Regions from separate parts of the Mus musculus genome. Here regions 2, 3, 4, 5 and 6 are each linked to region 1. The links are chromatin contacts, called in public ChIA-PET and HiChIP or PLAC-seq maps. All regions are on one chromosome and are shown on one strand. Each heading gives the region's core, a stretch centred on a gene start, on an enhancer-like site or on the middle of the called end of the contact. The rest is flanking DNA. Distances are from core to core; before and after follow the strand shown. Region 1 holds the start of Prmt1 (protein arginine N-methyltransferase 1). Region 2 holds the start of Dhdh (dihydrodiol dehydrogenase (dimeric)). Region 3 holds the start of Snrnp70 (small nuclear ribonucleoprotein 70 (U1)). Region 4 holds the start of Kcnc3 (potassium voltage gated channel, Shaw-related subfamily, member 3). Region 5 holds the start of Trpm4 (transient receptor potential cation channel, subfamily M, member 4). Region 6 holds the start of Izumo2 (IZUMO family member 2).

The links. ChIA-PET counts read pairs in DNA pulled down with a chosen protein or histone mark. HiChIP or PLAC-seq counts read pairs in DNA pulled down with a chosen protein or histone mark.
Region 2: an H3K4me3 HiChIP or PLAC-seq map of bone marrow-derived macrophages shows a contact between it and region 1, with 4 times the contacts expected there. The contact joins the promoter of Dhdh here to the promoter of Prmt1 in region 1. A contact is called at or near these places in 4 of 39 promoter capture datasets (liver, neural stem cells and pre-B cells), 2 of 115 datasets of contacts at active chromatin or transcription factors (bone marrow-derived macrophages and memory CD8 T cells) and 2 of 9 other capture datasets (adipose tissue and liver).
Region 3: a contact with region 1 is called in an RNA polymerase II ChIA-PET map of memory CD8 T cells, with 86 read pairs. The contact joins the promoter of Snrnp70 here to the promoter of Prmt1 in region 1. A contact is called at or near these places in 5 of 39 promoter capture datasets (cranial neural crest, embryonic stem cells, hippocampal neurons and 2 more), 1 of 484 Hi-C or Micro-C datasets (CD4 T cells), 8 of 115 datasets of contacts at active chromatin or transcription factors (the SCID.adh cell line, double positive thymocytes, effector CD8 T cells and 5 more) and 3 of 9 other capture datasets (adipose tissue, liver and pancreatic islet).
Region 4: a contact with region 1 is called in an HNF4G HiChIP or PLAC-seq map of pancreatic cancer cells. The contact joins the promoter of Kcnc3 here to the promoter of Prmt1 in region 1. A contact is called at or near these places in 1 of 484 Hi-C or Micro-C datasets (embryonic stem cells), 4 of 115 datasets of contacts at active chromatin or transcription factors (bone marrow-derived macrophages, embryonic stem cells and pancreatic cancer cells) and 1 of 9 other capture datasets (liver).
Region 5: a FOXA1 HiChIP or PLAC-seq map of pancreatic cancer cells shows a contact between it and region 1. The contact joins the promoter of Trpm4 here to the promoter of Prmt1 in region 1. A contact is called at or near these places in 4 of 39 promoter capture datasets (hippocampal neurons, liver, maxillary cranial neural crest and 1 more), 1 of 484 Hi-C or Micro-C datasets (embryonic stem cells), 2 of 115 datasets of contacts at active chromatin or transcription factors (memory CD8 T cells and pancreatic cancer cells) and 1 of 9 other capture datasets (liver).
Region 6: an H3K27ac HiChIP or PLAC-seq map of embryonic stem cells shows a contact between it and region 1, with 22 read pairs. The contact joins the promoter of Izumo2 here to the promoter of Prmt1 in region 1. A contact is called at or near these places in 3 of 39 promoter capture datasets (embryonic stem cells, pre-B cells and stem cell-derived epiblast-like cells) and 6 of 115 datasets of contacts at active chromatin or transcription factors (double positive thymocytes, embryonic stem cells and pancreatic cancer cells).

What each region holds. Positions count from the first base shown.
Region 1 is chr7:44,984,796-44,988,170 of GRCm38.p6, forward strand. Prmt1 (protein arginine N-methyltransferase 1) reads right to left here and starts at 1,625. Exons shown (of 10, transcript NM_001252476.1): 1 at 1,488-1,625. The coding sequence starts at 1,523. Gm15545 (predicted gene 15545) reads left to right here and starts at 2,105. Exons shown (of 2, transcript NR_045266.1): 1 at 2,105-2,575.
Region 2 is chr7:45,487,273-45,490,647 of GRCm38.p6, forward strand. Dhdh (dihydrodiol dehydrogenase (dimeric)) reads right to left here and starts at 1,533. Exons shown (of 7, transcript NM_027903.4): 1 at 1,402-1,533; 2 at 788-899. The coding sequence starts at 1,491. It also overlaps a transcript of Tulp2 not described here.
Region 3 is chr7:45,393,923-45,397,297 of GRCm38.p6, forward strand. Snrnp70 (small nuclear ribonucleoprotein 70 (U1)) reads right to left here and starts at 1,820. Exons shown (of 10, transcript NM_009224.5): 1 at 1,587-1,820; 2 at 737-893. The coding sequence starts at 883.
Region 4 is chr7:44,589,406-44,592,780 of GRCm38.p6, forward strand. Kcnc3 (potassium voltage gated channel, Shaw-related subfamily, member 3) reads left to right here and starts at 1,481. Exons shown (of 4, transcript NM_008422.2): 1 at 1,481-2,353. The coding sequence starts at 1,481.
Region 5 is chr7:45,332,016-45,335,390 of GRCm38.p6, forward strand. It overlaps Trpm4 (transient receptor potential cation channel, subfamily M, member 4), which reads right to left and starts at 1,765. Exons shown (of 25, transcript NM_175130.4): 1 at 1,672-1,765; 2 at 1,367-1,437. The coding sequence starts at 1,695. Hrc (histidine rich calcium binding protein) reads left to right here and starts at 3,254. Exons shown (of 6, transcript NM_010473.2): 1 at 3,254-3,375.
Region 6 is chr7:44,707,203-44,710,577 of GRCm38.p6, forward strand. It overlaps Izumo2 (IZUMO family member 2), which reads left to right and starts at 1,528. Exons shown (of 7, transcript NM_001368390.1): 1 at 1,528-1,772; 2 at 1,854-1,928; 3 at 3,053-3,139; 4 at 3,309-3,329. The coding sequence starts at 1,541.

The DNA.
Region 1 (3,375 bases), core at 375-2,874:
CCACAAGTCCCAGGGCCCAGGGTCACCATAGTGACCCTGTAGGCTAACTGATCCCTATTTATGGCAGATTTCCCAGCAACTGACCTTCCCCTCCAGAGAACTTGAAGAGGTATGGGCCCCATCAAATTAAATACCATCAATGACTGCCACCCAAGGCTTCCAGAGAAACGTCACAACCTAACCAAGCTCTCAGCTCCCCACAGCCTGGGAGGTGAGATTCCCACGTGGGCCCCACTTTTTCAATAGTACAGACGGACACCAGAAGGTTGACAAATGACTGAAGAGAGCTTGAAACCCATGTCTAGGACCTGCCTTACAAGCCTGATGATGAGCTACTCAGAAGTCAAAAGAAAATGGCAAGTTCAAGGCCATACTCAGCTACAGGGTGAGTTCAAGGCCAAGCACATTTTTTTTTTTGAGGCAGGGTTTCTCTGTGTAGCCCTGGCTGTCCTGGAACTCACTCTGTAGACCAGGCTGTCCTTCAACTCAGAAATCTGCCTGCCTCTGCCTCCCAAGTGCTGGGATCAAAGGCGTGCGCCACCACCGCCAGGCTCAGGCACATTTGTTTAATTAAACTAAGTAAAAAGTAGACTGAGGAATACAGCTTAGGATCGAACAATCAACGATAAGCAGGTAAGCAAGGCAGATGCTAGAATTTCATTCTGTTTTGGGGGGAAATTAGGCAAAAAGGCGGAAATGTTCAAAAAGGGGTCCCTTGCCACATTCAAGTTGGTAAAAATGGAGCTCTGTGGAGGTTAAGGCCCATGGCCATCCGAACTCCTTTATCCCCCACCACTGACCTCTGACTATCCATCCACCCGAGGGCCCTCCCATGAAGGGGTGGGCTTGGGCCACGCCCCATGAAAAAAGACGCCCCTCTCACACGCCCATAGTGACCACGAGGGGGTGCCCGGCGACGGATCCGGATCTCCTCGGATGAGATTCCCCACCATCTCCTTAAAGAGAGGTCACAGGGCTATGCCCATCCCCCCCCCCCCCCCCCCCCGCTGCACAAGGCTAACACAGAGTTGGGGAAAGGGAGGCTGGGGACTGATGTTCTCAGGCCCCACGCGGGTGCAAAGAGCCCGGGCTGCATGGACATCCACAGCCGAGCCAGGGAGAGCGGGTGGCAACCCCTGGACCCCTTGAGTGCAGCCCAGGTCATCGGGCTGGGGGCGGGGCCTTTGTCCTGCACGTGGAGCCCACGGGGCCCCTCGAGGCGGCACACCCCCCTCCCCACGCTACTCTGCGAGACCACGTGCGGCCCGGCTGGAAGCGCCCCCGGCCCGCGACCACGTGCGACAGTCCTCGGCTCGGCTGCGGGTCCCAAAGCACCGAAAGCCGAGATCTCTCCCGTCACGATCGAACACATCCCCCGATGCGGACCAACGCGAAGCCAGGCACATCAAAAGGCCCCGTCCCCACAGTTCAGGCCGTGGGCCACCCGTCTCGCGCCGCCCCCGGGCCTAAAGAGCCCAGCTACTCACCTCCATGATGCAGTTCGCGGCCTCGGCTGCCGCCATCTTCACCCGAGTCCTCCGGCCTCCGAGACCCCCCCCTCTCTCTTTTCTCCCCCCGGCTCGACCGGGGACCGCCTTTTACCAGAGGGTCCTCAGCCCAGCCCCCGATACCCCGCCATAAGTTCTCATTGGTCTGTAAAGCCGTCCATCTGAGAGCTTCATATTTCAATTGGATGACAGACACGCCTATCAAACATAAAGTGCCCGCCCCCCTAGCGTTTAAAGGCCCGCCCCCTCCTGTCCGCTAGGAAGAGAACAACTGCCTGTCTGTCTCACCCAGCACGTGTGACGATTGGGTAAAATTCACCAGATCTTCCCGCCCCTTTCTGGCCAGCTCCGCCCTGGAGCTTCCCGGCGGGCTCCGCGCTAAGCGGACGTCTAGAAACTGACTTGTCTATCATTAAGCTAATCCCCTCCTCCCTCGTTGATATTGGCTGAGCCAAAGGTGACGTTCGCGGCTCTAACGCCACCCTGTTTAAGCGACAGGCCTAGAAGAAGAGGGGCCATTGGCCCATAAGGAAGCAGGCAGAGCTTTGGGCAGCAGCAACTGGCTCTTAGGAATGTCAATCATCACCATTCTGTGGATTCCTCTCCCCCATACCCCCTACCCCGGTCTTGGATGTTTTCTGGAGGAACTGGGGAGCGTGGGCGCGTTAAGTTATAGGGAAAACCCCAATTCCTGAGACGTGGATGAGGGCGCATTCTAGTCTGTGATTCCGAAACCAGCCATGATTCGCTGTGAGCTTCCCACCCCTGTGCTGGAAGGCGCCAAGTTCTGAACACCTGTGGCCTCCTCGTGGCCTCCAGGTCCTCTGCGGGAAACACCCAGCGTCCTTTGTCTGACCAACTCCTACACGTCAATCACCGGCAATTCGGACGCCACCTCTTCCAGGAAATTTCCCTGAATCTGCAGAAAGTTACTCCTTCCCTGAGGATGGATGTCAGTTGCTGGATTCGTGAACCTTCCCTTTGCCTTCAGTCCCACCAGTCTATGGTCCAAACATAAGATCCTTTAAACTCCCGTATGAGCCCTCCAGTGGGAGCTTCCGCATAAGGTACGCGAGCACATCTGACCTGTTTCCTTCCAACGCCTAACACTTACTTTGTATAGTGTGAGCATGCATTCGTGTGTGCCTTGCACGTATGGAGGTCACAAAGCAATGAACAGGAGTCCTTTCTCCCACGATGTGAGTGTAGGGAATTGAACACAAGTCGTCAGGCTTAGCGGCAAGCACCTTTACCCTCTGCTGCAGACCAACACTTACAATCTGGTAGATCTTTTGTTTGACTGATTCTCACTGTGCCTTGGGCCTGGAACTCGCCGTGGAGATCAACCTGTTTTTGTCTCCCAAGTGCTGAGATTTAAGGCCTATGAAAATCTTGCCCAGCCAATATGGTCCCCCTTTTTTTCCCGTTTTTCCTCGATAGTGTTTCTCTGTGTATCCTTGGCTGTCCTCTTACTCATAGATCCGCCTGCTTCTGCCTTCCCAAAAGGCATGCTTCCCACGCCCAGTTCAGTATGATTTTTTTTTCCTCTAAGATTTATTTTATGTGAGTACAACAGCTGTCTTCAGACACAGCAGAAGTGAGCATTGGATCCCTTTATTATAGATGGTTGTGAGCCACCATATCGTTCCTGGGATTTGAACTAAGGACCTCTGGAAGCGCAGTCAGTGCTCTAAATGGCTAAGCCATCTCTCCAGCCTTTTTGTTTTGAGACAAAGTTTCTTTTTCTTTGTGTAGCCTAGGCTGTCCTAGAACTCACTCTGTAGACAGGGCTGGCCCAGAAGTCGAAGATCTAGCCTGCCTGTGCCTCTCTCAGATGATCTGATTGACTCCAGCCTGTCCTACTTTG
Region 2 (3,375 bases), core at 283-2,782, 500 kb after region 1:
TTGTTGGTCAGGGCTTGTGAAGGAGTTATGTACAAAGAAGAAACAAGGAGAAATTAGATATTCTGACAGGGAAGATCAAACTTGCCCATAATCAGCAGTCTCCGATTAACATCCCCCCAAACTCCCTTTCTGACCCCTGGCTTTACTCAGGGGTCTCCTTTCTTCCCTCTCTTTTCTTCTTATGTAGTGTTAGGGGGTTGAAAGGGTGGAAGAACCCACAAAGTAGCAAAAGACAGTTACACTTTTGGGAGGCTGAGGCAGGAGGACAGCCAATTGGAGGCTATGTGTGAGGTCTATCTCAAAAGCCCAAGTGGCCAAGCATGCTTGCCTACACCTTTAATCCCAGTGCTTACAAACTGGAAGCCAAGGCAGGTGGATCTCTGAGAATCTGAAGCCAGCCTGGTCTACATAATAAAGTTTCAGGCCAGCCAGGGCTATACAGTGAGTGAGACCGTCTCTCAAAATAAAATAAAAGTGTGGGATTCAGCTCGGCGGAGCTTTTGCCTAATGTGTGAGAGGCCTTGGGTTCCATATCCAGTATCGCAAAATAAACAAGTAAATAAATTCTTACCAGATTTTCTAGCCTTGGGAGAAACTTAAAACTTAGCCTTGGCTAAGCACAGATTAATATTGTTCAGCCAGTCTCGGGTCACGTGTAAGCCTATTAACTGTCTCCTAACCAGGCCGAGCCTGAGCCTTTCCAAAGACCACCCCTGCAGCCCAGTGCATCTGTAGGCAAGAAGCAGTGCCTAGCTCTGCCCCCACCTCCCTGGTCCAGGCCACTCACCCACGTTTGGGTCCTTGGCCAGTTCCTCATAAGAGCCATAGGCCTTGGGGATGTTGAATTTCTGTGCGAACTCCTCGGCCCGGTTCAGGTCCCTCGCAGCTACCGCTACCACCTAGCGTGGGATTCAAAGGGTTGAGATGTGGAAGACAAAGTAGACGAGCTATGGAGGAGGCTGCAGTGGGGAGCATCTAGCCTCCTCCAAGATGGCTAGGGAAGGTATTACTGGTGGGGAGGGGAAGCAGATTGGGGGGGGGGGCAGACTTAGGCTGTGCTTGGTACATGGCAAGACTGAATAGAGAGGAAAGGGGAGTCTGTAAGCAAGCCCAGGATCCTCCCCGACTGCCCCATGGCTTCGCCTCCCAGCAGCTGATACCTACCCCCTGCAAACCGCGAGCCCCTCAGACTGGGGCGCATAGGAGGTGTGAGCTGAAAACAAATCTCTTATGGCCTTGGGGACCAGAAGGGTCCCCTTCTCTTCTCAGAGTCACTGCCTTAGACCTAGGGACTCTCCTCCCTCACACTCGGGGCTCCCTCGTTCCTCGGACTAGGGACTCTTTCTTAGACCCTCGGCTCCACTCCTCCCTCGGACCCAGTGTCTTCCAAGGGACGTGCACCTGGTGCTCCGAGGAAGGCAGTGAGCTCAGCACGGTGGTAAAGTCGTTGGCAATTAAGCCAGCCGACACGATGCCCCAGCGCAGCGCCATTTTGCACGTCTTCTGCCTGCGGGGGCCGGAGGCGGGGCCAACGCCACCCCGCGCTGCAAGCCGCCCGCTTCCCTTTGACCCTCAGGACACGACCTCAGGACGTGAAACCGCAATCTCTCCACCCGTCTCCTCCTTCCCCTCCTCCCTGCGCCCGCCCTTCTCCCTCCCTCCTTCTCCTTCTCCTTCTTCTCAGTGCCTAACTCTTGCCCAAGCTGGCCTGCAATTCACAATATATATATATAGCCAAGGCTGCTTGCTGACCATAAACTCAAGGCAATCCTCCTGCCTCAGCTCCTTGAGTGCAGCAATACAGGCATACACCACCGTGCCTGTCTTTCAAGTTGCCTTTTTACTTTTTATTTTGAGATGGGGATTTGCTATTGTTATCAATTAGTCTGTGGGGCCCGGGCGTGGTGGCGCACGCCTTTGATCCCAGCACTCTGGAGGCAGAAGCCGGCGAATTTCTGAGTTCGAGGCCAGCCTGGTCTACAGAGTGAGTTCCAGGACTGCCAGGGCTACACAGAGAAACCCTATCTCGAAAAAAAAGCCAATAAAATAAAATAAAATAAAATAGTCTGTGGTCTCAAGAAAATGACCACAGGATCCAAAGTATTTCTGACAAAGCAAACGTTTTACTTCTGGAGAGGACCCAAGTTCTGTCCACTTGGCAGCTCGAAACCATCTTCCAGGATATCCAGTGCCGCCTTCTGTCCTCTGAGGGCACCAGGCATGCACATGGTGGGCATGCATGCATACAGACAAAACTCTTCAACGCATAAAATAAATTAGGAAGGAAGGAAGGAAGAAAAAGAAAATATGGAGGAGGAGGATTCCTTGGAACCAGAGTTGCAGGTGGCTGTGAGCCGTTCATTATATAGATGCTGGGAAGAACAGTAGATGCTCTTAACCTGAGCCCTCTCTCCACCCCCCAGATTATGTCTTTACAAGTCTCTTTAATGATGGAACTTGATTTATCTCACTTGCCGTCGAGAGGGGAAAGAATGTGCACCTTACTGATAATAGCTCCTCTTCACTTACAGCCCAGTTTCATTCTCTCTCGTCTGATCCACTGAACACTGACTGACTGTGCCCAGGTGTTCACAAGTCTCCTATTTAGTAAGGCATAGGAGGCTAATCAGTTATTGTGCTTAACTGATTGAACTAAGTGGCGGCGAGGCAACAGGGACTTTCAGCACTGGAGCGAGGGAAGCCAGGGCTGAGGTCACCTTCTCCTCCCATCTTCACGTAAGCCTTTGCCAGGAAAGACCGTTCCCTGTCACAGGCGCCACAGGTACACGTGCTTAAGATAGCAATCCTCCTGCCTCAGCTTCCCAAGCAGCTCGTACGGACAGGCCTGGATCACAGGCCTCAGAGCTGGTCCTGTGTCCTGTGACCCCTGGAGTTAGGGACAGAGTTGTCTTCCATGTCCTTCTGTTTCTTCTTGGCTTAGCCCTGGACCTCTCTGGGGGTCACTTTTCTGTTCTGGAGACTGAAGTCCCCACAGTTTCTACTTAGAAGAAAGTCTTAAGAGGATTAACTGAGTTCTATGGCCTATTATGTAAATATACTCAACCGGTTGGCAAAGTCTACCTTCACCAAGACTCCAATTTCCCTTGCCTGTAAGACCTTGGTAGCTGGAGGCGGTGCCCAGATTGTAAAAACCCCAAAGAGATCACCAGGAATCACAACCTGCTGTAATTGCAGGGTCTTTATTCAAGTTTGAGCTTAGGTCCCCAACCTTCTTGATGGAACAGGAAAGAGTGAAGCCTCTAAGTGAAGGGGGGTTATAAAGGAAAAAACCCCACAAGCAGGGTTTTCAAGCCGTGGCATTACAGGAGAGGATAAAGGAATGCCGCCCTCAAACCTGTAACATTTCTTCAGACG
Region 3 (3,375 bases), core at 570-3,069, 410 kb after region 1:
CCATGAAAGAATGTATTCCCCCCACCCCCCAGCCAAAGAGTCAAAACAACAACAACCCACAAACAAAACAAAATCGACAGAGGTGGATCACCTAACCCTGGAGAGGCAAAGGCAAGCAGATCTCTTGAGTTTGAGGCCAGCCTGGTCTACAGAGTGAGTTCCAGAACAGCCAGGGCTACACAGAGAAACCCTGTCTGGGGACTTAGGAGTCAGGGTGGAGACACAATTGCCAATGTAACCAATTTGGCCAATCACTTGGGCTAGGGACTACCACATCCATACAAAAGATATTCTTAACCCTACAAGGAAATGAGCCGCTCCTGGAAGCACACACCCATTACATGCAGCATTTACATGACTGAGAAAGGACTGCCATAAGATCTAAGCTACACAGCAAAACCGTATCTCAAAACTCAACGAAAAGAGGTTAGCACTATGGTTCTGCAGGCTAAGGCTCTTGCAGCCACGCCTGACAACCTAGGCTTCATCTCTTGGACCCACAAGATGGAGAGAATGGCCTCTTTCAAGCTGTCCTCCGACATTCACAGATTTGCACATACACCCACATATACAAAAGTATAATTAAAAAAATTAAAATGCACACAAAAGCACAAAACATGATCAGAAAACGTAAAAGCCACATGTGTGAACCACACAACTAAAACTGTTTTGAAGCCGAATGCCTCAGGGTAGCCTGCCCCATCCAGAGCTAAACCCTCCCTCCCAACATGCTCACCTCAAACTCTCGGATGTATGGTGCAATGCCACAGTAAGGTTGGTTATGGTGTTTTTCATGTGGCAGCTTTTCCAGGGGTGGCAGGTATGGGATGGGATCTCGGGGTGCAAAAAGGGCCAGAAGGTTGGGAGGCAGAAACTGTGTCATCTTGCCAAATCTAAGACCAGAAACGTTATGTTAGCATACTTTACTTAGCACTGCTTTCTTTTAGGCCCCCTTCACCCAAAACAAACAAACAAACAAACAAACAGGTGTGAGATTTGGAGACGGATGCTGCTATCCTGGTCAAGGGAGTGACCAACATCTGCTTGAAGAAAAGCTCTTGGTAAGAGCTGAAAAACTTAAGGCTGGTAACAGAAAACAAAGGGGAAAAGGAGTAGGAGGTGTGGGACCCAGGTCGAAGCCTCGCGCTCTAGAGGTTGCTCGCTTCATACCTTTAAGATTATGAAGTAGGGATTTCAAGGGAGGCCATAAGGATAATATCCAGGAAGCCAGGGGCCTCTGCGTAAAATATCTAGGAGCCGAGAGACGAAAGGAATTATGGGTAGAGGTCCAGGATGCGACCAAAAAAAAAAAAAAAAAAAAAGGCGAGAAAAAAAGGCAACACACAAACCGCAAGGGCCTGTGGGTAGGGGACCGCAGGAGATTGGGGGAGGGGGATCCTGAGGGAAAGAAGGCTGGAGTGCCCAGAGAACTCTGGGTAAAGGATGGGGGACGCAGAGGGAGAAGTCAAAGGCACTAACCCGGGAAACGGGCCACAGCAGCGGGGAAAGGGTTCGGGAACCCCGCAAGGGCTTGTGGGTAGCGGCCCCACTCCCCGTTAAGGCCTCTCATTCACCCACTCACTCACCGCGCGGCGCTCTCCTCAGCCTGACGTTAGCCTCAGGCCTCGCGGCCGCCCTTCACAAACAAAAACTCCCGCTCCGACTTCCACTTCGGCGGCGCCCGCGTCAGGTAGCTTCGGTGGTCCGCGCAGCGCGCGCAAACCAGACCTCTCCTCACAACCCGCGCGGCCTCAGCTCGCGACCAGAACTGGGAGTGGAGACGACTCGAATCCCTCCGCCTTTCGCAATGCGCATGCGCCGTACGAGTCAAACGACACCCTCACAGCAGTCCAGGCCTTACCAGGGGCACTGCGCATGCGCCAAAACTGTACTCATTCTGAAATGGCTAAACATCCGCGGCCCGGCTGTCGTACTGCGCATGCGTGATCGGACCTAGGTCGGTCTCAGCCTCGCGCTCTAGCTAACCGCCTATGACCGCGAGACACTTATGGAAGGTCCGCCCTTTCTCCTTACACTTCCCGGACCTTGTGCGCATGCGTCTAAGTGATGCACCACGTCGCATATCCTTCCGCAGCCTGTCAAAAAGTGCCTGCATGAACAGGGTCTTTGCGTTTACGTTGGATTTGACAGGAAACTCTTGCCCGGGTAGCGGTTGTGCACGCCTTTTATCCCAGCACTTAGGAGGCAGAGGCAGGCGGATTTCTGAGTTCGAGGCCAGCCTGGTCTACAGAGTGAGTTCCCGGACAGCCAGGGCTATAAAGAGAAACCCTGTCACAGGGAGGAAAAAGAGAGAGAGAGAGAGAACTCTTTCCCAAAATTTTTGTATGTGCTAGCCACCGTTTGGCTCATGATAAAATAGTCATCTCTTTGGCTCAGTGGTTAAGAGCGCCGACTGCTCTTCCGAAGGTCCCGAGTTCAAATGCCAGCAACCACATGGTGGCTCACAACCATCCATAACGAAATCTGATGCCCTCTTCTGGAGTATCTGAGGACAGCTACAGTGTACTTACATATAATAAATGAATAAATCTTTAAAAAAAAGTCATCTCTTCTTCCTGGAGCTCATATTGTTGAGAGAAAAAGATAAATCTGTTTTGTATTATTTTTCCTTTTTATTTTGTCTTTTATTTTTTTCTTTCTCAGAGCTGAGGACCAAACCCAGGGCCTTGCTCTACCACTGAGCTAAATCCCCAACCCCTACTTTTCCTTTTTAATGTGTTCTGTTGTTTTTATCTTTACTTTTTTTCAGACAAAGTTTCACCATAGCCAAAGATGTCTTTGCATTTTGTATCAGTATGTATATTTTATCTTTTTATATATATGTGTGTGTGTGTATATGTGTGTGTGTATATATATATATATACACACACACATATATATTTCCTGTTTTCTGTACACCAGGCTGACCTTGAACCCACTGACCTCTGCCTCCAGAGTGCTGGGATCAAAGGCATAGAGCACACAATTCCAGGCTTTTTCTTTTTCATTTTCTCTTCTTTCTCCTTCTTCCTTCTTTCTTTTGTTTCTTTCTTCTTCATTGGAGACAATGAAGGATCTGGAGAGATGACTCAGCAGTTAAGGGCAACTGGCTGCTCCCTCCCACGGTCCTGAATTTGATTTCCAGCAACCACATGATAGCTCACAACTATCTATAATGGGATCTAATGCCCTATTCTGTTTTATGCTCTCTGTTATGGAGGCATACAGGCATGTAGAGCGCTCATACACATACATACATACATACATACATACATACATAAATTTTTAAAGTAAAGCTGGGCAGTGGTGGCGCAGGCCTTTAATCCCAGCACTTGGGAGGCAACGGCAGGAGGATTTCTGAGTTTGAGGTCATCC
Region 4 (3,375 bases), core at 231-2,730, 400 kb before region 1:
CTCACTTTTCCCTCCATAACCCCGCCCCTTCCCAATGGTCCCGTCTGACCTCGTGGCTGAGAGGCTGTTGTCCGTGCTCCCGGTGGCGCTCTTTCCTGCATGCCTGGTCCCCACTCCTTTACCCATCTCTTGGCCCTTCTGTCTGCACTCTTTGTTGTCTACGCTTCATCCCCTTTCTTCCACCAGCTGGCAACTTTTGCCCCTTCCCTAAGACGTAGTGGACCATCCTCCGGGGTCTCTACCAATGAATCTCTCTATTCCAGCCCACCCCCAGCCCCGTGCCCAGCAATGAGTGTCCTTCCCCTAACAGGCATCTCATTTCCAGAACTCCATCCCACCAGCCTGGAGGCTTCTGGCTCTCTAAATGCTCATTTTTAGCGCCCCACTTTGCCATCCACTTACTAGTCGCATCTTCCTCTGGACTATTGAAGGTGTTTCATATAAGATATAGACCCTGTCCATCTGCCTGTGTCTCCCATTCGTCCGGATCCTCTTCGCCCAGGTCTAACCCCGTCTAACGAAGTCCAAATTTGCAACATCCAGTTGGACATGGTGGTGCTCATCTGTCATCTCAGCTACTTGGGATGCTAATGTTGAAGCAGGAGGACAGCGAACCTAAGACCTCCCTCAACTCCACAACTTGCAGCCTCCGCCCCTCCCCAGCTTTCATCCAGAGGCTCCCAGGCCTCGCCTTCCTTCCTTTACCATAGCGTCCCAGTATCTTCCGCTTCGACTGTCTCCTGTGAGTTTTTTTATTTAATCAAGTTCCAACTCCACCTCTAGTTCCCTTGTACCGCCCTCACCCCAGTTGAGACCCTCCCCCCTCATTGTCGCGGCCCAATAAGGATTGTTAATAATCTCTTGGGCTCGCTGCATCCAATTACTCCTACTTTCCCGTTCATTTGCCTTTTCAGTGCAGGTCCCGCCTGCCCGGGCTCTAGGCAATTTGTTTTCTTTTTGTCAGCTTCTCTTGTTGTGACTTCTTTCCCCCCACCCACCACCCCCCAACCCGTTCCTCACCCCTACCCCCACCAGAATTGATAGGCCTTTTTTTTTCGAGGCAGAGTCTCATGCAGCCCAGGCTGGCCTCTATCTCACTTTGTAGCATGACCTTGAACGCCTGATCCCCCTTCCTTCACGGTACCTGGCTCTTTCCCATACCTGGCTCTGAGGTCTCCATTTTCGCTGTGCTGCTGAGTTAGGCATTTTTAGGGTCCCCTTGACGCCCCGCCCTCTCCTAGGTAGGATCCAATCCCTGAGCTTTCTGTGCAACCCCACCTCCTCTAGCTAGGCTGGGTCGGAGTCTGCCTAGCCGTGGCCCCGCCCAGTCGCTCAGCCCAATCAGCTCGTGCCCTCCCTCCACCTGCCCAATCACACCCTCCCATCCATTCATCGCCTCCTCCTGTCCAATCACGTCTGCCTCTCTACCCGGGCCCCGCCCCCGAGACCCTGCCCCCTCCCAGCCCCGCCTCCCTGTCCAATGCTCAGTTCAGTGTGCGTCTGGTCGTTCCGCGGGCGCCAGGGGACCGGCAAGCAGCAGCCTCAGCCGGTGCCAACGCCGCAGCCGCCTGAGTCCTCACCGCCGCCTCTGCCGCCGCCGCAGCAGCAGCAGTGCTCTCAGCCCGGCACTGCCGCCTCCCCGGCGGGTGCCCCGCTTTCCTGCGGGCCTGGGGGCCGGCGTGCCGAGCCATGCCCCGGGCTGCCGGCGGTGGCCATGGGGCGGCACGGCGGCGGCGGCGGCGACAGCGGTAAGATCGTGATCAACGTGGGCGGCGTGCGCCATGAGACGTACCGCTCCACGTTGCGCACCCTGCCAGGGACCAGACTGGCCGGGCTGACCGAGCCCGAGGCGGCCGCGCGCTTTGACTACGACCCGGGCACGGACGAGTTCTTCTTCGACCGTCACCCGGGCGTCTTCGCCTACGTGCTCAACTACTACCGCACCGGCAAACTGCACTGCCCGGCCGACGTGTGCGGGCCGCTCTTCGAGGAGGAGCTGGGCTTCTGGGGCATAGACGAGACGGACGTGGAGGCCTGCTGCTGGATGACCTATCGCCAGCACCGTGACGCTGAGGAGGCACTGGACTCTTTCGAGGCCCCGGACTCCTCGGCCAACGCCAACGCCAACGCCGGAGGCGCGCACGATGCGGGACTGGACGACGAGGCGGGCGCAGGAGGCGGCGGCCTGGACGGGGCAGGCGGCGAGCTCAAGCGTCTGTGTTTTCAGGACGCGGGCGGAGGTGCCGGAGGACCTGCCGGGGGCGCGGGCGGCGCGGGCGGCACCTGGTGGCGGCGCTGGCAGCCCCGTGTGTGGGCGCTTTTTGAGGACCCCTACTCGTCGCGGGCTGCCAGGGTGAGCGCGCTCTCCGAGCACTCCTAATTATCCCAACCGCTCTGTTTCCGGAGCACTCCATCCCAGTGTCCCTCCTCCTCTTGAGCCCTCCAGTTCTCTGGAAGCCCTTCCTCCTTGCAGCTGGAGTTCCCTGCACCCCTGCAAACACACCCCTCTCTTTAGACCACCCTTCCAAGGACACCTCCCGAAAACTTAAGCGTCCCTGGGACCTTCTAAACCCCAACTCGCTGCTGCTCCTAGTCATCATAGATCCTGGGGAACAGCTTCCTAGCTGGATTTCCCTGACAGTCCTACCCCACCTTTCTCACACACCTTCTGAGACCTTTGGCAGGTCCCCAGAATGGCCTCAGCCTCTTCAAAACTTCTCCCACTGTCCCTTGAACACTCCAAAGCCATTTTCTTATTCCCGATCCTCAGTGTCCCAGGTCCCACCCATCTCCAGACCCTCTGAAGTTCCATCTCCATCTCTCCCTCCTTGGAGCCCTCCCTCATTCTCCCTGGGCCCAACTCCTAGATCTGTTTTTCTCTCAACTTTGGGCCTCCTGGCTGTTTGTGATCTTCTGCTCTTAGCTCTCAAAAGTTCTAGAAGATCTCCGCCCCCCAAGGAACCCTCAGAGCCTTCTGAACCTCCAAACTACTGGTCCTAGTCAGGACAGTTTCCCACAATCTAGCTGAGTGTGTGCTGGGGGTGGCGTCTTCCTTTCTAAACCCTTAAATCCTTCACCGTCTTTACCAGCCTCCTTCAAAGGACTTCCTCCCTCGAGTCCAGCAGGTTCCACTCCTGTGTCTCCAAAAGAGCCCTATGTTATACTTATCCTCTCCAGTACCCCCAGTATGTGTGTCGTTCCCCCCCCTCCCACCGAATTGCTCACAGTTCGTATATCCTTCCCTCCAACTGCACACCTGCCCTGTGTCTCCGGGATTAATTTCATTTCCATCCCTCCTTCCCCGGTTACTTTCTCATTCTGCCAAGTGACTTTCAGAAGTTTGTGTCACCTCAAATCCAAGTCATCAACCCAGAA
Region 5 (3,375 bases), core at 515-3,014, 350 kb after region 1:
TAGCTGGGACCTCAGACCCCAGTATGAATCTCACTCTTCTGCTAAGTACCAGCAGGGTCCCAATCCTCCCCTGCCCGTCTCCAAGGCCCATCATGTACACAGAAGGACCGGCACTCAGCATCCCCTTCCAAACCTGCTTCTTCTCCTGGGCTCATCATCTTGGTGATGGTCCCAATCTCTTCTCACCTTTCTGAATTCCTACCCGCCCTCACGCAGCCCCAGGAAACCACACTCGGGATGGCCTCTGAGAGCCCATGAGGTCTACCACCAACCTTCCCACTCACAACACTCTTGACAGCCTGAACTCTGCTCTACTTTCAAGCCACGCTGGGCTGTCCTTAGGGAGGACTTCGACCGAGCACTTCCAAGGCCCAGAGCCACCTTCAAAGCACCACACTGCACCATCTTTCCAATGACACCTGTAGCCCACCAGCTCCCATCTTGTCCCACTGACTTTAGTCACGCTGTCTGTGACCCTCTGCCAGACCCACCAGTAAACCAGTATCTCTGTTTATTTATACAACATTTTCCTGTCCCACACTGGTGGGACAACAGGCTCCTGATAAAGTCACACTAAGGAAATCAGGTGTCACTGCCCCAAGGCCAAAAGTCTACCCTGAGAACTGAGTTAAAGCTGGACCCCGCTAGGGAGACTAAGCATGCAGCCAAGAAGCCTATAGGGCTTGCTCCTGTCCCCTGCCACCTACAGCACAGCACAGCTTGCAGTGGCAATTGCCCTCTTCTTCTCATGGGAGTTGCAGATATTCCCGGATGTTTATTAGATGTTATTAGGTGATGGGCAGAGTTCCAGAAATGTCCCAGAGTGACCTTGTTTAGTTTGCACAGCGGCCCCAGAAGGGAGGAGCTGTTCTGTGCCCAGGTGACAAGCGCAGCCCTAGAAGGGAATTACTATCCCAAAGCTGCAGAGCTATGTAAGGCTGGCAGGGCTGTGTGGCTATGCTCGCTGAGCCGGGATGACACAGAAAGCCGAAGCAGAGACAAATGACACAAAGAGACAGAGACACAAAGACACAGAATGGATCCCCACCTAGAGGGGAATGAAGAATTCGGGGCGTGCCCTAAGCAGGGTGGCCCAAAACAAGGGCAGGGGGAGGGGTCTGTCTCAAGTGAAGGCGGGAAGGTCCTTAGTGGGCGGGGTCTGAGTGTGTTGAGCTGAGACTTCTGTGGTGGGTGGGGTGTGTCTGTGCACCAAGACCTCCTGCGGTAGGCAGTGAAGGTCAGTCTGTGGTGGGCACCCTTGTCTGCGTTGAGTGGGGCGAGTCCAGTCTATGGGGGCGGAGCCTGTCTGCAGTGGGGCAGGGCCCGCGAACCTACGCTGCCAGGTCAGCAGCCCCGAACTGCTCACCCCGCATCATCGGAGAGGTCCACTATGAACGTCGTGCACACCTTCTTCCTGAAGATCTTAGGGATCCAGCTCTGAGAACCGGAACAAGAAGGGCAGGGCAGGGAGTCGAGTCAGACCCACAGGATTCGAAGACAACCCCGCGCGCCCACGGGACACACTGGGAACTCCTCCCTCGGGCTCAGCCAGGAACCCACGCAGCTCGGTCTGGGAACTCCTGGTCCAGCCACTGCAGCATCTGACCCGGATCCCCGGAGCTGGCTCCGCCTCTGGACCCCACTCACTCCCAGCCCCACGCTGTGCGATACCTGCTCCTTCTCCGGCCCCACCATGCTGCTGCCGCAGCCCCTGAGGCTCCGTGTATTTCCTCCAGCCGCCGACCCGCCCGACCAAACCGGATCCGCAACTTCGCAGCCCAGCCCGGGGCGGGGAGTCCCGGGACACGTCACGGGAGGCGGGGAGAGGGCGGCTGCGGAGGAGGGACAAACTCTGCTGCCAAACCAGTGATGGGGTCGGTTTGGGGGACAAGAAAGACCGAGAGTTGGAAGGCAGAGCAAGCGGAGGAACGAAGGAAGCAGAGTGGGGCACACGATAGATGTCAGCCATGGGACAAACATAGATTCGGAGAGACAGAGACTGAGAGAAAGACCCAGAGAGAGAGAGACAGAAACTAAGAGAGGGACCCAGAGAAAGAAAAGGGGGCAGAGACCCAGAGAGAGAGAGAGAGAGAGAGAGAGAGAGAGAGAGAGAGAGAGAGAGAGAGAGAATATGAAGACAGCAATACAGAAAAAGAATGAGATATCCAGAGATAGTTAGAGACAGATAGAAATACAAAGTGATAGAGCAACAGAGTCCCAGATTCAGAGAGGAGAGACAGAGAGAACAGAGACACAGAGAGAACTAGAGAGAGAGACACACACACAGAGACAGAGATACAGGGAGAAAGAGAGAGACAGAGAGAGAGAAAACACACACACACAGAGGAGAGACAGAGACAAACACAGACACACACACAGAGACAGACAGACACACAGAGAGACAGGCACACACACACAGAGACAGACAGACACACACAGAGAAACAGACAGACAGACACACACACACAGAAAGAGAGAGAGAGAAGAATCAAAGAGAAGGATCAGGGAAGACACAGTAGGAGAGGAGAGGTTAGAATCCTGAGAAGAAACACGGAAGCTCAGAACAGTGACTATAATGGGGGGGGGGGGGTTGACTCATAAAGGACAAAAACTCAAAGACGGTGGATATACTGACAAGTGTGGGGTGGGTGACACTGACCAGCAGAGAAGGCAGTGACACCTGTTTGCAGCCAAGTCCCTTTGGTGGGGACAGCTGAGGCCTAGTAACCTGAGCCCCCAGCACCTCCCCCCTGTTGTATTTATAGCACTGGTCTGGTCCCCTGTCCCCAGATCTGAGTTCCAGTGAGAGGAGGTCATGGGGTGTTGGGCACAGTATTCCTTCACTGTCTTCCACAGCTTCTGCAGGACACCACTGTCACACCGAATGTCCCATTCTGCCTGCACGCTTCCCAGTGTTTACCTTGCAGGGGGCCCTCTGCTCCTGCATCCTCCTCTCCCAGAGCCCCAGGCTTTCCCAGCAAGACACTCTAAACGTTCAGCCTTTGTGCTAAAAATGCCAAACTTGAGCTTGTCACGTCCCTGCCTCCCCCCCCCCGCCCCCGCCATGAAGACCCCTCCACCACCCAGTCCTGAGCCAGAGGAACAGGAGGGGAGGGGCAGGCAGGGAGTGACCAGAATAACTTAGGCTCTGGATAAATTTAGCAGCAAGAAGGGGAGGGGACAGACCCCATTGGTCCAGCAGTGGGAAGGGAGGTCCTGGAACCAGGGTCACAGCTGCAAAGGGGACATCCTCAGAGGGTCATCCAAGACCTGAGGAAGATAGAGAGGCAGAGAGTGGGAGCTATACCACGACAAAAGGGACAATCTGAAAGTCAAAGCCAAAAAGGCACAAGGACCCATCAGAGGCAGCTGAAG
Region 6 (3,375 bases), core at 278-2,777, 280 kb before region 1:
TCTCTCAGTCTCTGTCTCTCTCTGTCTCTCTGTCTCTCTGTCAGTCTGTCTGAATCTCTCTGTCCAACTTCTAGAGATCCCTTCCCTCCCCCACTCACCCATAATAGCATTCTTGCCTTAGATCTACTGTGTGGTGTGATCTCTTAGTGGCACAGCTTGTCCCAGACCTTTCTCTGCTTAGCCTAACATTGAAGACCTGCTGAGCCATCGCACTGGCTCCTTGAACTTTTAAAATTGGACTTACAATTAGATAATCACCACTATCAGGAGGTTGAGACCGGAGGATTGGGAGTTCAATGTCATCCTTCGATAAATATAAAGTTCAAGGCCAGCCTGGGCTGTGTGACACACTCTTAGAAGAGAAATAGGGAGAGGGAGGGCTGGAGAAAGGAAGAAGAGAAAGAGAAACCGGGTGTGGACCTGGGAGTATTTGGGGCGATGAATAGGATCAAAATGCATTGTATGTGTCTGTGAAATTCTCAAAAATTATTTTTTTAAAAAACTATTCTTCCAGTCATGGTGGCGCACGCCTTTAATCCCAGCACTCGGGAGACAGGCAGATTTCTGAGTTCGAGGCCAGTCTGGTCTACAGAGTGAGTTCCAGGACAGCCAGGGCTATACAGAGAAACCCTGTCTCAAAAAAAAAAAAAAAAAAAAAACCTATTCCAAGACAAGGTCTTATTATGTAGCTCTGGCTGTCCTAGCATTCACTAATATTGAAAGAACCTAGTGGGGAAACCCCCACTCAACTCCCGATTCTGTGTGCACCCAAGAATCACCAACAGAACACAACACCTTGATGTAACAACACGAGGTATTTTAATGGCGGAGCGTCGGGTCGAAACGTATCTCACACAGGAGACAGTGGATTCGACCACGAGGCTTGGAAGCTAGGGGTTTTTATAGAAAAGGAGTGGGGCTGGGGGAGGAATTGGCACGGTTTCACATGATTGGTCCATTTAAACATCAGCAGCCTGTTAACATTTAACTTAGGTCAGAGGGGTGGGAGATAGGGAGGGGACGGGCCTGTCCCGGCATGTCCTGGTCTGTTCTGCTATGTTCTCAGCCCCAGGTTTCAAAGCTCACAAACAACTCTTTGGGCTATTTGACATACATTACATGAATCACAGGTCTCAAGTTTTATTTCCTTTCAATATAGACCAGGCTGGCCTAGAACTAACAGAGATCTGCCTGTCTCTGCCTCCAGAGTGCTGGGATTAAAGACGTACCTGGCTTCGAAAATTAGTAAGATGTTGTAAGAGAGAAAGAGGAAAAAAGAAAGAAACGTGAGGAAGAAGGAAAGCAAGAAAGTCTGTTGAATTAGTAAATTTAGCCTACAGTAAGGCAGGACACTTCAGTCTTTCTCAGCCAGGCTTTAGGGGTTGGAGGAGGGCAGGGTGGGGGTGGAGGGGGTGGGGGTGGGGGATGGGGGTTAGAACAGCACCCAACAGGTGTTCAATAAATATGTTAACTACCTGGATTCCAGAGCTACACTCGGAGTGTTCTGAGGTCGCCCCTGTGAGGTCACAAAGTCCCCACCATGCCTTTGGCCTTGGCCCTGGTGCTTTTGTGTGGCCTGGGCGGCCCCGGGGCATGGGGCTGCCTGCAGTGCGACCAGTCAGTGCTACTGGAGCTCAGGCAGTTGCGTGATGCCATCGTCACCAAGCGCTTCCATCTGGAAGGGCTGCAGGCGCGCGCGCAGGCCCTGCTGTTGAGCATGGAGGGGCCTTTCTTCAGGGACTATGCAATGAACGCTTTCGTGGGGAAAGTGGGTGTGTACTTGGGTGCGTAGGGAAGAGGCCCGGGGAGCTGTGGGCCTTCTGACCTGACAGGGCCTCCCTTCTGGTCTGCAGTCGTGGATCAACTGGAAAAAGTGGCGACATCCTTCAAGAACCAAGCCCAGTATATAAAGGCTAACTCTAAGACAGGTGGGAGACCCTTGAGCCACCCCCTGGCCTTCCTTTCTGCATCCGAGCTTCTCCTCTGGGCGGGCATGTGTCCTTTGCTGTGACAGCTAGGCAGAATTTTGAGAAAGGGTTGAGAGGGAGAAAAGCTGAGGTTCAAAGAAGTCAGGTGACCTGTCCAAAGTCACACAGAGTTGACGATGTATGCGGGACACTCCCATCTCTATAATGCCCATCACTAGGTGTGGCCAGCCACACACTTCTGTCTTCTTGTGTTTCTCAAACACTGTGATTTTTATAAACGGGGTGTTTTTGGCATTGTCTTGCTGAAAGACTACATTTCCCAGCTTTCTTTGCAGACTACAGCAATCATTTCAATGGGATAAGGGGTGACTTCTTCCTCTGGAGGCATTCTGGCCATCTACTTCTTTGCGGTGAATAAGCACGGTCCCATCTAAGGTTGGACCAAGCCTTTCTTTCTGTCTCTCTACAGCTGTCTTTTAAAAAAATATAATAATCTAACATTTGTAATAACCTTCCACCAGTGAGTAAACCCGTGGCCTGTCATCCTAGTAACTCAGGAAGCTGAGGCAAGAGGACCATGACTTTGAATCCCTCTAATTAGTTAGAGTTCAAAGCCAGCCTCAAAGCTCTAGGTGCCAGGATTCACGGGAACCAGCCGTTATTCAAGCACAAACAAGTCTGCACACACATTTTGAGTCTCAAACACTTGGGAGCCTTCCAGAATTCAGACTCTTTCTGGACAGTCAGGTCATTTTTGCAAAGAACCGAAATGAAAACCTCTAAAATCTGGAGCACTTAAAAATTCTTAAAATTTTATGTGTATAAGTGTTTTGGGGTTTTGGGGTTTGTTTTTTTTGTTTGTTTGTTTGTTTCTGCATGTATTATATGCCATTTGTGCATGCAGTACCTGTGGGTGTCAGAAGAGGGCATCAGATTCCCCTGGAACTGGAGTTCCAGGTGTTTGTGAGCCACCGTGTAGGAGCTGGAAACTGAATCTACGTTCTTTACAAGAGCAGCCAGTGCTCTTAAGCACTGAGCCACCTCTGTAGCCCAGTCCGACAATTCTGTAAGTGGCTGGAGGTTTGATGAGGACCTGCACTGAAGAGCATCTCTTCCTTCCTCAGACGTTCCTCTGCTGGAAGAGCTGGTGAGCTTCAGGGAACATGCCATCAAGGAACTAAAGGGAGCATTAAGAGACTATGAAATGAAAGGTGCCGCCCCTTCTCCCCCACCCAGTTCTTTCCCTCCTAATAGCACTCCTGGGACCCCCAGCATCACCATCTTGCCAGATTTCCCCCTTCTCTCCCTTGATCCCTTCCCAATTCAATTCTCAAGCTGCCATGTCTGCACGTCACTCATATCAGCTCTCTTCTCTTTCAGCCTGTGACCACAAAACTTGTCGTGAGTTCTAATTTTCCTACCCACCCCGCACCCACACCTATTCCCC